Linked DNA regions of Mus musculus: all the other regions are linked to region 3. A link is a contact called in public Hi-C and Micro-C data. All regions are on one chromosome and are shown on one strand. Each heading gives the region's core, a stretch centred on a gene start, on an enhancer-like site or on the middle of the called end of the contact. The rest is flanking DNA. Distances are from core to core; before and after follow the strand shown. Region 1 holds the start of Trim24 (tripartite motif-containing 24). Region 2 holds the start of 4930599N23Rik (RIKEN cDNA 4930599N23 gene). Region 3 holds the start of Ubn2 (ubinuclein 2).

What was found. A called contact is a pair of places that touch in the nucleus more often than the background predicts.
Region 1: a Hi-C map of uterus shows a contact between it and region 3, with 7 times the contacts expected there. The contact joins the promoter of Trim24 here to the promoter of Ubn2 in region 3. A contact is called at or near these places in 4 of 39 promoter capture datasets (cranial neural crest, hippocampal neurons, liver and 1 more), 6 of 484 Hi-C or Micro-C datasets (CD4 T cells, Th1 cells, cardiomyocytes and 3 more) and 1 of 9 other capture datasets (pancreatic islet).
Region 2: a Micro-C map of embryonic stem cells shows a contact between it and region 3, with 3 times the contacts expected there. The contact joins the promoter of 4930599N23Rik here to the promoter of Ubn2 in region 3. A contact is called at or near these places in 2 of 39 promoter capture datasets (both in liver), 1 of 484 Hi-C or Micro-C datasets (embryonic stem cells), 2 of 115 datasets of contacts at active chromatin or transcription factors (bone marrow-derived macrophages and memory CD8 T cells) and 1 of 9 other capture datasets (liver).

What each region holds. Positions count from the first base shown.
Region 1 is chr6:37,869,314-37,872,299 of GRCm38.p6, forward strand. It overlaps Trim24 (tripartite motif-containing 24), which reads left to right and starts at 1,498. Exons shown (of 19, transcript NM_145076.4): 1 at 1,498-2,161. The coding sequence starts at 1,798.
Region 2 is chr6:39,117,084-39,120,044 of GRCm38.p6, forward strand. 4930599N23Rik (RIKEN cDNA 4930599N23 gene) reads left to right here and starts at 1,390. Exons shown (of 4, transcript NR_045813.1): 1 at 1,390-1,737. Parp12 (poly (ADP-ribose) polymerase family, member 12) reads right to left here and starts at 1,266. Exons shown (of 12, transcript NM_172893.3): 1 at 724-1,266. The coding sequence starts at 1,076.
Region 3 is chr6:38,432,338-38,435,282 of GRCm38.p6, forward strand. It overlaps Ubn2 (ubinuclein 2), which reads left to right and starts at 1,588. Exons shown (of 17, transcript NM_177185.4): 1 at 1,588-2,261. The coding sequence starts at 1,836.

The sequences.
Region 1 (2,986 bases), core at 248-2,747, 560 kb before region 3:
TCTGTAAACCTTAATCCAGCTGAGTCTGCCCATCACCTGGATAAGGGACCATCCCTTAGAAAGGCAGGTTCACCTTCAGCCACGCTAAAGACACAGAGGAATAATCTCTTTAATAAACAGTGTTCTTCCCCCAAATTCCTGGCCCATAGTGCAGTAGTTCCAGATTCCCCACGAGATTCTCCAGGATTTCTGTCTATTCTGTCTCAGAAACTCCCAACCTTCTCTTTGTCTTCTCTTTTCTTTTGGGTGTTAGCCTAATACACAGTCTCTGATAGTTTCGGCTTCCTTACTCTTTCTCTAAAGCTCCCCTCCATGTGGCTGCTGTAACCATGTGGCTGTTTAACACAAATGGCATGGCATCTCTTCCACTTCTCCATCTTCCTCTGGGCAGCTGCTGAGATTTACAGCTTGCCTGCATTGGTTTTTTTCTTTCTTTTCTTTTAAACTCTAATAAAATTTCCTCCAGCTTCTTTTGAGGCTCTTCTTAAATTCTTTTATTAATGAGACTAAGAACCTCAAGAGGGGACTCTGATTTCCCTAGTAACAGGTGGCACTTCCCATGGGACTCCCCAGAATTTCCGGTAACAAGCACGGGAGAAGGAAGACATGAAATATAATACTGAAACTCTAAAACCAGAATTGAGGTCCCCCCCCCCCCTTTTGAGACAGGCTTTTACACTGACTAAAACCTAGAATAACTTTGAATTTGTAGTGATTTTCCTGCCTTTGCCTCTGGAGTATTAGTATAGGTGTGTGCTACCACGTCTGCCTTTTTTTTTTTTTTAAGAGTTTAATATTCAGGTACTATGGACACTTGCAGATCATTTATTTAGTCCTCAAAAAAATTAACTGCTTTTATTCATTTAAGAAGCAAAATTAATTTCACCCTTTTCCATTGAGGTCTTTTAAAGTTCCGACAAATTTGTAATTTCTCCCCCTTTACATCATTCTCATTAATTCATCACAGAGATAAATTCAGGCCACAAAAAGAGTAAAGCTGCCTGCACACTCCCCCTTTCACACAATGTGGGCTCATACAACCCGGTTTTGGGTCTCTTCTCGTTTGCACGTAACTTACTTCTTCATCCTCCCGTGGCCCTCCCACGATCTTACTCCTTTACCCATTTAAGTCTCCAGTAGTAAAAGCAGTTTTCCAAGCAGTTTCTTAATTAATCAGGCTGGGTAGACTGGGCAGAGCCCCCGCCCCTTGGGCGGGGCCATAGCGGCGGGCGGAACCCGATGCCTGCTCTGGCTCCTTAACAAATGATTCCTTTACAATCTACAGAAGAGAGACACACACACAGCGAGCCAATCAGCGGCCGCGGTCCTCGCGTCCGGCGGGGCTAGCCCCGCCCACTCCCAACCTCCCGCGGGGGCCGTCCGAGCCTCGCGGGCTTCTGCAGACCCCGCCCCCTGGGCAGGCGCGGCGGTCATTGGATGGCGCTCGGCTCGCAGTCGCCGCGGTTGCTGGGAGAGGGAGGTGGGGGCGGGGCCCGCGGTGGTCCAAGGGGCCCGAGAGAAAGGCTGCTAGGCACGGGCGGGCGCGCTGGGCGGAATCGAGCGTCTCGGTGGCGGTTTGCCTATCGGCCCGCGCGGCGGCGTCGCGGTGCGGGAACCGGTCCCCGTTGACAGCTCCGCGTCTTCCGGCCGCGCCACTCGGGAGGTGGCTTCCTCCCTGTGCTCCCTCCGCGAGTCCGTTCGGCCTCGGAGAAGCGGGAGGCGGCGGCGGCTGCGGAGGTCGTCGGGGGCGGCGGGCGGTGAGCGCGCTCCCGCTTCCCCGGCGGCGGCCGCAGGACAATGGAGGTGGCTGTGGAGAAGGCGGCGGCGGCAGCGGCTCCGGCCGGAGGCCCCGCAGCGGCGGCGCCGAGCGGGGAGAATGAGGCCGAGAGCCGGCAGGGCCCGGACTCGGAGAGCGGCGGCGAGGCGTCCCGGCTCAACCTGTTGGACACTTGCGCCGTGTGCCACCAGAACATCCAGAGCCGGGTGCCCAAGCTGCTGCCCTGCCTGCACTCGTTCTGCCAGCGCTGTTTGCCCGCGCCGCAGCGCTATCTCATGCTGACGGCGCCCGCGCTGGGCTCGGCAGAGACCCCTCCACCCGCTCCCGCCCCCGCCCCCGCCCCGGGCTCCCCGGCCGGTGGTCCTTCGCCATTCGCCACCCAAGGTGAGAGGGGCCCGCGAGGTGGCGGGCGCGACCCGCTGTCACGCGGCTGGGGAGGGGGTGAAATGGGCCCGCGCCGGCTGAGCGACTCGGCGGTCCCTCACTTTTGCAGAGCTCTGACGGTTGTGGCGAGTTAGCTGCTCTCTGCTCCTCCGCAAAGCTTTGTCCGGGTGCATATGATCTGGATCAGCTCGTGTACACCCGGGTTATGCGAGCCGGAGGGGGGAGGAAGGGATGGAGATGAAGTGATGGGGATTTTCTTTGATGATTGATTGCAGATTGGCTGCCGTCTGTTTCGAATCTTGTGCGTTCCGGGCTTTTTACCTTAATGAGTTCCCTCTCTGTCCCCTCCGTAGGGGACAAAGGAACCGGGATAAGTTGTTTTGTTGTCTGCTGCTTTCGGAGATTTTATTTCGAGCGATTCGATAAACGATAGAAAGTAAATAGACTTCCAAAGTGTTTTGTATGCCGTAGTTGGAAGTTACTTTCTCTTTTGTGGTGTTATTGGGTAATTAGTTTTTGACAGGTAGTTTCCTTTGCTTATGTTACCAGGTTTAAATCGTTGAAAGTGATTTGAAGTGCAGTAATTATTTCTGGGAGAACACTTGAAGTTTTTAACTTTTAATATTGCAAATATTTGGGCAAATTGACGTCTTTAAAATGCGAAGTAACTGAGGAAGGGAAATCTTTTTTCTCTTGCTTCTTGGGTTTTGTGTGTGTGTGTGTGTGTGTGTGTATGTTTTGTTTGGCTTATGTAGCAGCCCAGAATTGTCCACAGCTAGCAATCTTCCTGCCTCAGCTTCTTCAGAGTAAAGATAACAGGCATGA
Region 2 (2,961 bases), core at 140-2,639, 680 kb after region 3:
CCAAGACATCTTCCTAAAACACAAACCTCACAGCTGACATTCAACAGGCCTTATCACCTTTAAGGTGAGGCCCAAATTCTTCAGTATAAACAGATTTCACTAATCACCTTGCAGGTGCAAGCAGAGAGCAGCCCAGACTAATAAGGACATAAAGTGTGTTGTGGAAGAGTTAGAGAAAGCTCAAAAAAGCGAAAAATCTTTCAGCTCCTGCCCGAGGCGCTAAAAAAGCAAACCAGGAAGGGCATTCCAGACAGGGCTCTGCCACCTAAATGAAACAAAGTGGGGGGTGGGGGGTGGGGGTGTAGAAAGGCACCCAGGAAGGTCTGTGGCTAGAGGAGAGCGGAACTCTCTATGGATCTTGAAATTCTGAATTTCGGCTTGTAAACAGACAAACAGAAGTTGAGTGGCACTTCCAAAGCCTCCTTACAGCTGGGACAGCAAGCCTTGCTGCCTGCTCCTCAAAGCAGCCCTGAGGACCAGCTTCCCTCCTGGGGGCCATACTGCCATGCTCAGGTGTCCCTCTTGGCACCACATTCTATCTGTGCTAGTCCACCATACACTGCCAGTCACTAAGTAGGTGATCAATAAACGTTCTTGAGAGTGAAGGACAGGCGAGGCTGAGGAACTGTCACCTAGCGGTCTGCCCCAATCACGGGACGAGGGTGGAGGTCCGAGAGTGGAGGGCCAGGAGCATCCGCCCAAGCCCACCGTTGGCGTCCTTACCCGGTCTTCAGGAACTTGCAGTTGCCGTAGATGAGAAACTTGCAGAGATGCAGCTGCGCGCAGAGCCCGGTGCAGCCCGGCTTGGGGCCCTGATGCGCGCGGCACAGACGCAGCGACGACACGGCCAGCACCAAGCGCTCCGAGGCTGCCGCCGCGGCCTCCCGGCCCGCGCCCACGGCCACGACCGCCCGCGAGGCCACCACGAAGCGCCCGCAGTCCCGCAGCAGCCGCTCCAGCGCGTCGGTCCCCAGGCTGGTTCGCAAGCGGCGCCGCAGCTCCGCCAACTCCAAGGCGCCCCCCGCCGCGCACAGCAGCTGGGTCACCTCTGCCACTGCCACCGCGGCCTGGGCCATGGCCGTCGGACTGAGGCTTAGCACGGACGGCGGCGCCTTTCACGGGCCGGGCCCCACTGTTTCGCTGGAAGGAAACGAAACCGAAAGCGGGCTCCGGCCGGGAAAACAGGAGCCGTGGGGCCTTGCCACGCCCTCGGGCCGCAGCTGAGGAGCCGGCGCCCTTGTCTTAGGGCCGCCAGCTGGGGACCGCGCGGCTCGACGGCGGCCCGCGCTCGCTTGCGCGCGCACTGGGCGACCCGGCGTGCCTCGAGGCGTCGCGCGGCCGGAGATGCGGGGCGCGGGTCCTCACGGGGCCGGACTCCCGCGTCTGAGGGAGTCGTGGCCGCTCCCTTCGAGGCAGCAGCGTCCTGTGAGGCGAGTGGCGCGTTCAGCTAGGCCCGAGGGACGCCGCGGGGGGTTCAGTCAGCAACCTCGATCTCGGAAAAGCCGAGCGAAGTTTCCAGACGGCGCCGGCCGGTTGCGGCCGGTTGGTGCGTCGGCCGGCGCGCTCAGGGGGGCTCAGAAGTCGCCCGAGCCAAAGCGGGCTTTAGCAGGCGGGCCTCGGAAGCGGGGACGACGGACCCGGTCCCACCGCACCCCGGAACAAACGGAAACAGTCGCTCCGAATTGCCAGACACTCCGCTTTTGTAGCGGATCCCGCATTTCCAGAAGGAAAGCGTAGGTACGTCCTTTAAAGGGGGCCGATCCTCCCTCCCTCGCCCCTTCTGAGTAAAGGTGATGCACCTAGTTCGATTCCTCACCGGAAAGAACTCTCCTGTGTGTTACCCTGGGAGTTAAACGTTCTCGGGGTAAGTAAACGGGGGTGTGTGGGGGTATACCTATTAAAATACGACTTTTGGCACCCCCATTCCTTCCTCCAGGAGTCTCCCGGGAATAAAAGCGTTAGTAAGTCATGTTCACAGGAGAGGACGGAGTACTGGAAACAGTAAGACGGTGATTCAGACAACAAGAGTTTAACAAGCATGTTAATTCTCTGGGTTTGACCTAGAAGGACATTAGTATGTTGTGAGAAAAGATTGTAATCAAGTAGTATTCCATGGGGCTGATCGGAGGTTAAGCGGCCGCACTGCTCTGGAAGAGGACCTCGGCCGGGTTCCCAGCACCCACATAGCAGCTCACAACTGCCTGTAACCCTGGTTCCAGGAGGGATCTGACACCCTCTTCTGGACGCTTCAGACACCAGGCACGACAGGTGTGAAGGCGCCTTTAATCCCGGCACTTGGGAGGCAGAGGCAGGCAATCTCTGAGTTCTAGTCCAGTCTGGATTTGAAAGTGTACACAGTAGGATGTTTTTGAGTGAGCATGAAGCAAACCCAACACTTTGGTCACAGTGGAGTGTGGGAGGTACTAGGAAAGTGGAAAAAGGAAAGGTGAAGGCTGAAAATTGGGAGGTGAGTGCTTAGAAAATTAATTTAAAATGAATAAAATTTTATTCTAAGTATAAAATACTACAGAAAAGAGCAACTGAGGGTATAGCCCCTGGGCTCAATCCTTAGGAAGGTGTGTGCTGGGGGGGGGGGGGAGTATTACTACAAAAATGTAATAAAATGGGATTAGAGTAGACCAATTGGCAAACCCTGGAACCCAGTGAGAGATTCTGTCTCAAAATAAGGCGGGAACTGGAGAGATGGCTTAGCAGAGAAAAGTACCTGCTGTCCAAAGCCTGCCAGCCTGAGGTGGATCCCCAAAACCCAGGTAAAAGGGGATGGAGAGAGAAACACCCCACACCCCCAAAATTGTCCTCTGACCTTCACATGTGTGCTGTGGCACACACATACATATACATAAATAAACTTAAAAAAAAAAAGGCGGAAAGCTCCTGAGAAATGACATCCTACCACACACACACCACAAAAAAAAAGACAGCAGGCTGGGCCAGAAACTC
Region 3 (2,945 bases), core at 338-2,837:
CCAAAAACTTTAATTGCCCATTTTAAGATGGCAGAAACAGAGTCTGTGGGCAGAAAGGTCACTTCAATCCAAAAATAGGAGACCCAAACAGAACCAGGAGCAGTGGAAGGAATGTTGGAGGTAAAATATAGTGTCAAGAAAATATTGCAGCATTGTAAGGAAGAAATTCATCATCTTCCTCTTTTTTTTTTCTTGTTGCTGCTGCCAGTTTTTTTTTTTTTTTTTTTTCCAGACAGGGTCTCACTATGTAGGTCTGGCTGTCTTAGAAGTCACTAAATAGACCAGGCTGGCCTTGAACTCATAGAGATCCGCCTGGCTCCAGAGTGCACCCACTTCCATTAAGAAGTGTTAGCTGGCCGGGCGTGGTGGCGCATGCCTTTAATCCCAGCACTCGGTAGGCAGAGGCCAGCCTGGTCTACAGAGTGAGTTCCAGGACAGCCAGGGCTACACAGAGTAACCCTGTCTCAAAAAACCAAAAAAAAAAAAAAAAAAAAAAAAAAAGAAGTGTTAGCTGACCTGCAGTTGTCTATGTGGACCATGTTGAAATGTAACAGCCTGTATCTTCCTGACACTAAAGGGATACATCTCTACACCTGGCTTAGAGCTAGCACAATCTTTTGGGTTGAACATTCCATCACCATTTGGTACACCTTTGGAAAGGAATAGAAGAGCAAATATTAAAAACGTCTGTGACGACTCTTTGACTCAGCTCTTCAACATCTAATATAGTTGATGCAATTAACAAGCTTGGGTTTCCTTGAGGATGCGGCAAGGGAGTCTTTCAATTCCCTTTCTATTGAATAGATGAAAAGGGCTAGTAATTCTCGTCCGTTAAAATCTGAATTCCAGTTCGTTTCCCACGATGCTCCAACGAAGCCTAAGCAACGCTCCTTCCCACTCAAAGATGAGCCGTGAATTTTCTTCCCCCGGGAGCATGTCCCCTAAAATAACACCAAAGGCTGCCAAGACGTTCAAGTCTTCAAGAACTGTTCCTTTGCCAGTTCAATTTCCCAACTGAGGCGCGTCACTGAACGTCTCACCGCCATGCGCAAAGCGGCTAGGAAGAGGTGTGGGAGGCAGCGGTGTGGGAGGCAGCGTAGCGCTTTCGGGAGGGGTCTGAGGAGAGTTTAGTTTTCGCCTTTCTACCCTGGACACCTCAGGTGACGGGACAACAGACCGGCGGGCCCGGCGCCGGGCCGCGAGCCCCTCACCCCTGCCCTGGGTCCGCCTGGAATCCTCAGCTGACAACCCTGTTCCCCAGCGCCGAGAGCCAGAGGCCAACGTCGGGCGGGACCCGGCGCCATGACTGTGTCGGTCCCAGGCACATCGCGACGCTCACCCTAAGGGATCGGCGAGCGTGCCTCGGTTTCCGGGCGAGAGGAGGAAATCACTCAGGGAACCCCAAACCCCTCCTTTGAAAGCAAAGCAGAGAGCGTCCCCGTTGCCACGGAGACAGGCCTGTCTGTGACGTCACTTCCGCCGAGCTGTCTGGCCTCCAGACTGTTGAGAGGAAAAGGGGAAAACTGAGCAACAGCCACGACTGTGGACGCGAGCGTCTCGAGTGTGCGCATGCGCCCGCTCAGCGGCCTGCTTCTATTTATGTGGGGGATCCAACATGGCGGCTGCGGCGACCCTGGCGATGGCGGTGGAGCCCATCAGAACGTAGTAGCGGGGACGGGGACCCGGTCCGCACTCACGGTGGCGTCCGCGGGGACAGCTGAGGGTGCTGGAGGGAAGAAAAGTGACGGAGAGCAGAAGGAGAGGCGGGCAGGCGCGCCGTGCGGCGTCGAGGCGAGAGCCGGCTCGAGCGAGCGCCGAGGGCCAGAACAGTGGGGATGGCGGAGCCGCGCAGAGTCGCGTTCATTAGCCTGTCACCGGTGAGGCGACGCGAGGCCGACTTCGCGGGCGCCGAGCGCGAGCCCCCCCGACTGGAGCCGCAGCCGTACCGCGAGCCGGCCCGGGCGGAGCCGGCCCCCCGCGCTGACGCGCAGCCCCCGGCGCGCGACAAGCCGCTCCCCCAGCGCGAGGTCAGCCGCGCCGAGCCGCCCATGGCGCTGCAGCGCGAGCCCCCGCGGCCCGAGCCGCCGCCGCCGCCGCTGCCCCTGCAGACTCCCCCTCCGCGGGAGTCGGCTTCCCGGGCGGAGCCGCCGCCGCGACCGCCGAAGGAGACGGTTCGCCTGGAGCTGGTGCTCAAGGACCCCACGGACGAAAGCTGCGTGGAGTTCAGCTACCCGGAGCTGCTGCTGTGCGGAGAACAACGGGTACAGAGGGTCCCTCCCTCCCGGCCGCCCCACAGCCCGGGCGCCTCCGGACCCGCCGCCTGCCCGGGCTGCTCTGCACTTCGCTCGCCCCGGGGGTGGGGTGGCGGGGGCCGGGCAGCTAGACGGGGCGGGAGCTGCGCGGCTCGGCCCTCCTGGGTGGCCGATGCTGCCCCCACCACACCGCGCCGAGCCGGTTTTCCTGTGCACCTTTCGAAACCTCAGCTTTTTCCTCCTTTTCCTTTCTGTTCCCCACACCAAATCCCGAGGCCCTGTGAGCCGTGCGGCTAGCTTCTTGTGGCACTTCCATCTGTCGTTCCGGTAGAAGGGAAGCGAAAAAAAAACCTTGGGGGACACGCCCCCCGGTCTGAAGCGGAGAGATTGTGTGACCCCTTCTCGGCTCATCCTCATCCTTCCTCAACCCAGCTGTACCGTGCGCCAGGGCTGCTGAGATGGGCTCGTGGCCGGGTGGTTTATTTTCCTTGATTGAAGGGGATTTAAGAGAAATTAAACATTTTCAGAAACTAATGATTCCACGTTAGGAATGAAAAAGTGGATTCGTAATGTGGTTGCACTTGTGTTGGTAAATATTGTTAGCTTTGTGTGTGTGTGTGTGTGTGTGTGTGTGTGTTGAGTTTGTGCACATTGTCTTTGAATGGAAAGGTCTCTTGTCTTACCCGGTGGCTG